Linked DNA regions of Mus musculus: region 1 is linked to region 2. The links are chromatin contacts, called in public HiChIP or PLAC-seq maps. All regions are on one chromosome and are shown on one strand. Each heading gives the region's core, a stretch centred on a gene start, on an enhancer-like site or on the middle of the called end of the contact. The rest is flanking DNA. Distances are from core to core; before and after follow the strand shown.

What was found. HiChIP or PLAC-seq counts read pairs in DNA pulled down with a chosen protein or histone mark.
Region 1: an H3K4me3 HiChIP or PLAC-seq map of craniofacial prominence shows a contact between it and region 2, with 5 times the contacts expected there. The contact joins the enhancer-like site here to the promoter of Mab21l2 in region 2. A contact is called at or near these places in 8 of 39 promoter capture datasets (cranial neural crest, embryonic stem cells, frontonasal cranial neural crest and 4 more), 3 of 484 Hi-C or Micro-C datasets (the N1E-115 cell line, cranial neural crest and palatal mesenchyme), 11 of 115 datasets of contacts at active chromatin or transcription factors (craniofacial prominence, embryonic basal ganglia, embryonic forebrain and 4 more) and 4 of 9 other capture datasets (adipose tissue, embryonic stem cells, liver and 1 more).

What each region holds. Positions count from the first base shown.
Region 1 is chr3:86,699,453-86,702,152 of GRCm38.p6, forward strand. All of the region lies in intron 47 of Lrba (LPS-responsive beige-like anchor), which reads left to right. Among named protein-coding and RNA genes, the nearest start is that of Gm52625, 49 kb to the right of the region's middle. Within about 2 kb of position 1,324, at least 38 of the 459 cell types and tissues checked have an H3K27ac peak or open chromatin away from gene starts, as enhancers often do. A contact at or near this core is called in the N1E-115 cell line, craniofacial prominence, embryonic basal ganglia and 2 more, where this site is marked.
Region 2 is chr3:86,546,878-86,549,577 of GRCm38.p6, forward strand. Mab21l2 (mab-21-like 2) reads right to left here and starts at 1,406. Exons shown (of 1, transcript NM_011839.4): 1 at 1-1,406. The coding sequence starts at 814. All of the region lies in intron 40 of Lrba (LPS-responsive beige-like anchor), which reads left to right. Gm31677 (a long non-coding RNA gene) reads right to left here. Exons shown (of 5, transcript XR_375777.3): 3 at 2,074-2,137.

The sequences.
Region 1 (2,700 bases), core at 74-2,573, 150 kb after region 2:
CTATTGAAGATAAAGTGTCTCCCTAGATTGTTATATGATTAAAAGAGAATTTTGAGTATTACTTTATACTGATAGAGTTCAAATACTGCAGCAATGGCTCTAAGGGGTCTTATTGAGACATAACTTTTTGCCCAGACTGTAAGCTACCCCTCTGTCCATACTCTCCACAATGATGCTGTGGTACCATGTAATAGATACAAAACAGCCTCTACTTTTAAACAAATAAGAGTTTAATGGACAGATTAGTTGTATTATATAGTTTTTTTTAACTTTTAAAGAGGTAACTGAGCTTTGCAATCTGCATGTTTAAATACCATTGCTGACGAGGACCCTGTCTGAAGCTCTGGCTATAAGCAATGGGCTTCTCTGAAGGTAAGCCATGAATTTAGGGTCCACAGCAGTAAGAACACTGAAACCCAGAACTTGACCTCTTAGGAGGATAAGGGTTAACTTCCCTAGTTCTCTGTAGCTGGGTTTGAAGGGCTCTAGGTTCCATGAGTTAATGAACTCTTACGTAGTACATGGTGGCCTTTTAAGCCAATGTACTACTTAATAGTCAGTGGATTTTTATTATTAGTGTTTCTCAAATTACAGAAAATAGCTAATGAGTTTCTATTGATCATCTTAAATATACTCACGTTGCTTTTGTTAAGTATAAAGGTCACCATCAACATTGATAAAGGGTATCTCCTTCACAGAAAGAACGAATTAGCTAAAACACCAGGATAGACAGATACCCTTGCCTGCTTTTTATTGGAATGCCTTGCTAAAAGTGACTTAGGTATAAGCAAATTACTTCATTTTGATTCTAGATGCTGAGCCCCTAATAGCTTTTAAATTTATACAGTTTTTGTTTAGCTGTCAAAACATTTAATTATATCATGCCCAAAGGTGTAAAGCTGTCAAATAAATCCGAGTGTAGGCATAAACATTTACTAGGTTATTGTGCTACTACACCCTGGTTACTGGAAGGCTGGTGAACCTGTTTGGGGGAGGGGTATGTGGAAGGACATTAACTCAGCAGGTACAGAACAACACTGGCCTGATGAATTGATGCTTCCTTGTAAAACAGCAGGTAGTAATGCCCCCAAGTCTTTGTAATCTCTCTCTCTCTCTCTCTCTCTCTCTCTCTCTCTCTCTCTCTCTCTCTGCCTACCTCTCTCCCTCTCTCTCTCTCTCTCTCTCTATCTCTATCTCTATCTCTATCTCTATCTCTATCTCTATCTCTATCTCTATCTCTATCTCTATCTCTATCTCTATCTCTCCTCCCCAAAAAATAAAGCCACCGAGCAAGTGTACCTGTCTCTTTGCACATAGTATCCTTGCATTGGCCTTGTCTTTGTTCGTATTAAATGTGAACAATCCCTCTGTCCTACTTCACTTTCTCCTTACAGTCCTTGCTGTGCGAAGAATGACTCCAGTAGCAGTTGGAAAATATTCTAATCAGTCAGCAACTAATTACTATCAGTTTTGAGTTTTCTATGTATAACATTTTTAAAGGGAAAAAATTATTGTTTTCTTTTTCCTCAGTAACTAACTGTCCCATACATTTTCATAAAGTTAGTTTTACAAGCGAGAGCATTAGCACAAATAAGAATGTAGACTTCTCAAATGCAAAATTCACCGAGAGGTGAGGGAGTAAAGTAAATTAGTTCTACTTTGAAGCTTTTATTTTCCTCCCCTTTCAAAATGAATGGGAAGGCCCTTGAGAGGCCCTTGAATGGAAGCTGCTTTTCATTAGTGCTACCAAATACCTACTTGAAAGAGTGGAGTTCTGACTGAACACCCACACAAGAGAAAGGGAAAGCTTCCTTTTCTCCTGCAGGACCATCAGCTAAATAGCTCTTGGCTTCTCTTTTCCAATCAGGTGGTTTCCCATCAGAGTTAATTACTCCAGTCATTTATTCTAATCACCCTCCTCTTATGGCTAGCTGCATTCTGTCATGGGGTGGCATCTTTTGAAGCCAGTTAAGTTTGAAAACCACTGCAGGGTACTTGAGGCTCATTAGTGAGGCCTATCCATGCCTGGCTTTGGATTTGCCCCCTGATTAACTCTGCATCTCCCAGCCTCGCTCCCCCTCCCACCCTCCCCTACCCCCACTCCTCAGTCCCGCTCCAACAGGAATGTTTCAATTAACTCTTACCATGCTGTCTGTCTTTTCACCTAAATGTTTAGGAGAAATGTAAATGTGGTCGTTGCTACTCAGATCCCTGCTGGATCCTGACATTTTAGCAGCATCCTTTGAGTGGGATCCCACTGCCTTGTAGAGATCCTACTAAGAAGAGTTATATTTTTTAACAACAAAGGAGGAAAATGGGGTTTATGGATTAAACACATTTGAGTTCTTGATCCAGTTCTAACTCTATAGCGGTTCCAACTCTGATTTTAAGCACTCTGGGTGTTTTCCCAAGTGACCTGGAGTTGTGGGAAATTTGTAAGACTCTAAGCAGTTACTTATTTTTATCAGGTCTAGTAGTTTAATTTAAAAGCAATTATCAGATCTCATTTAAGAGATACTAGAGTCAGAAAACAAAATGTTTATGTCATTTCTAAAAATGAAGGACAAATGTAACTATTGCATAGTTTGTTTGGCATAGTTATATGAAAATACTTAGAATATTATCCAAAAATTTACAAATAGATATATGTCTGGAAGGGTAAATGAAAATGTCTACCTAATTTGGAAGAGACATGAGATT
Region 2 (2,700 bases), core at 156-2,655:
AGTTATTGAGCGGCTGGCCAGGCAGCTCCAGGTGGCGGTCCCGCAGCGTCTTCAGCACCGAGAGGCACTTGTTTCTACAGCCGCCCATCAGCAAGCGGTTCTCCGCCTCACCGAACTGCAGCACCCAGGCGTCGCTTTCTGCGGAGCTCTGCTTGCCAGTCAGCGAGTAGCACTCCTTGGAGAGCAAGTTGAACCCTTCGGCCTTGACCTCCGCCACCCGATTGGGGCCGGGCCAGGGGATGTGGGGCATAGGCCACTGTGCCGCGCTGCGAGGCCAGATCCCGGTGCACTTGAACGCTGGGGTGATTTGCACCACGTAGCGCTCCCTGATGCGCAACTTGACCTCACTAGTGTCGGCGATCATCTTGACCACGTCCCGGTAGCTGCACTTGTCCACCGCCTGGGCTACTAGTGTCTGGAAACGCGAGCGGATCTTGCGCGCAGAAAGGTAGCCAGACGCTGTGATGAACTCGACCCAAAGAGACATGCTCCGCTTCCGCCCATCGCTTAGTTTGAGCACGGCACAGCCGGGCAGAGATCCGTCGTCCACGAAGTTGAAGACTCCCATCTGGTTGAGGTAGAGTACCACCTCGAACTCGGTGGGCGAGATTACCTCCAGCCCCTCGTAGCGGGCGTCAATCTCACTCAGAGAGCTGATGAAGCGGGGCTCTTGCACCTCCACTTCCTTTAGCACATCCGACACTACCTTGCAGACTTCTCGGATGGTCTTGGCGATCGCAGCCTTGCGCGCCTGGCAGCGCTCGGTGTAGTATTTATTGAGCTGGTAAACCAGCTTGGCCTGAGCGGCGATCATGTTGGGGCACAGGTCCGGGCTGTACACCGGCGTCTCGCAATACGTTGAGGGATCCAAGGCTCACGCACTGGTGGTGGCCCTGCGGCTGTGGAAAGGCGGTGCGTTCCCCCTGAAGCCCCAATTTCACTCTTGCTTTCCACCTGGGCTGACCGGCTGATGATATAGCCGGCTGGCCTTTTCTTTTCCCTCTTTGGAATTTTCTTTTCTTTCTTCCGCAGAAAATTAGAAATAATATTATTTAGGGGGGAAAGTACCTGCAAAAATAAAGACGAGCCTCTCCTTGTGCGGGAGAGATGGATGAAATCGTGAGAGAGAAAAAACTAGGTTACCAAGAGGCTAGGCTTAGATGTCCGCAGCAGCCACGATTGCCCAGATATCTGGAAATGAAGTCTTATAAGTGCCAAAGTAAATTTAAAAATAAGACAAAAACATTCAGTGGTTCATTCTGAAACTTCTCCCTCGATGGTTGGACGCCTTCGCTCAGCGTAGGTGATGCCTTCCTTACCCTCCCCCAAAAGGAAAGTGAAGGATGTAATTAATGCCCGGAGAGCAGCGAAGTACAGCTCAGGCCGCAGCGCACTCTGAGGTTTGCAGACGCCCCGCGCGGTCTCAGCGTGCTAGTCTCCTCTCTTCTCAGGGGGTTGTGTCGTAGCAGTTTTCCTGGCTTCCTACTGGAGGCGTTGTTTGGATTGGGTTGGTTTGTTTGTGGTGGGTTCTTCCTGCCTTTCTCTAGGTGCAAACTGCTGCAAGTTGTTTGATATTCTTTTCTGCCTCGTTATTTATACTTTTGGCCCTAGCAAAATCTATTTTAGTGTGACTAAATCGTTGCTTACGTTGTATCTGGTGTGCAGGTCTAAGGAGTCCGGGTTTTTCCTCTCCTCTGGGTTGCGTTTGCAGTCTCTACCTCATCCCCCTGTCCTCTGATACCTGCCCCCCACACTTCTCTCTCTCTCTCTCTCTCTCTCTCTCTCTCTCTCTCTCTCTCTCTCTCTCTCTCTCTCTCTCTCTCTCCTTAGTTTATGAATGGTTCTGGGCCACCGTGAAGGGGTGGAGCTTCAGTTCCTACAATCCCTATGCAAGCTGTCAGTGCTTTAGCCAATCCGAGAGAAAGAGAGAGAGAGGACAAGCTTGGGACCTCAGCAGCCACCACACTGCACTTGATAAAGGGGGCGTGGGGGGTGAGAAAATGGGACTAGACAGAAGCCAAATGCTCTCACTCGTTTCATAGTCCCATTTTCTTTTTTATCCTCTTTTCTTACCGTTGCAGTGAGGAGGAGAGTCTTCATAGAAGGGATTCTTCTCTGGGTATGGCTGGATCAATTCCTGCAAAGTAGTAGTGCTTTCAGTGAGCTTCACTTTTGGTTTTAAGTCTCTGAACATTCTGCAGAAGGTGCAGACTCTAACAAACTGTCTTTGGCTTGAAGGCAAATGAGAGCAGGAAGGGGAGCTTAAGAAAGGACTTAAATTTTGTAGTCCCCCCCCCCTTCTCTTTCCCTCCCATCCCATTGTTGCCAAGAGCTGGAGAATTGCTGTGTATGTGTAAAGGAGGGGATAGGATGACAGTCTATAACCATAAATCTCTTGTTAGTAATTTCCATATGCTGTTAAAAATACAGAACAGGACAAAAACTACTCCAGATATGTTTTTGATCCTTATTTCATAATTTAGATTTAGCTATCTTTGTGTCATTATTTTACTCTTATAGGAATTTACCAATAACTAGAGAGAAAATATGTGAGTTTTGAGAAACTGTAAGTTTATATATTAGCATACATTACTTGGTTATACTTGCTGATTGAAATAAGCTACCAAAATAGTTTAGACTTAAATTAAAATGAAGGAAAAAAATGAGCCTGAATTCAGGTTTTCTTAATTTTTTAAATAC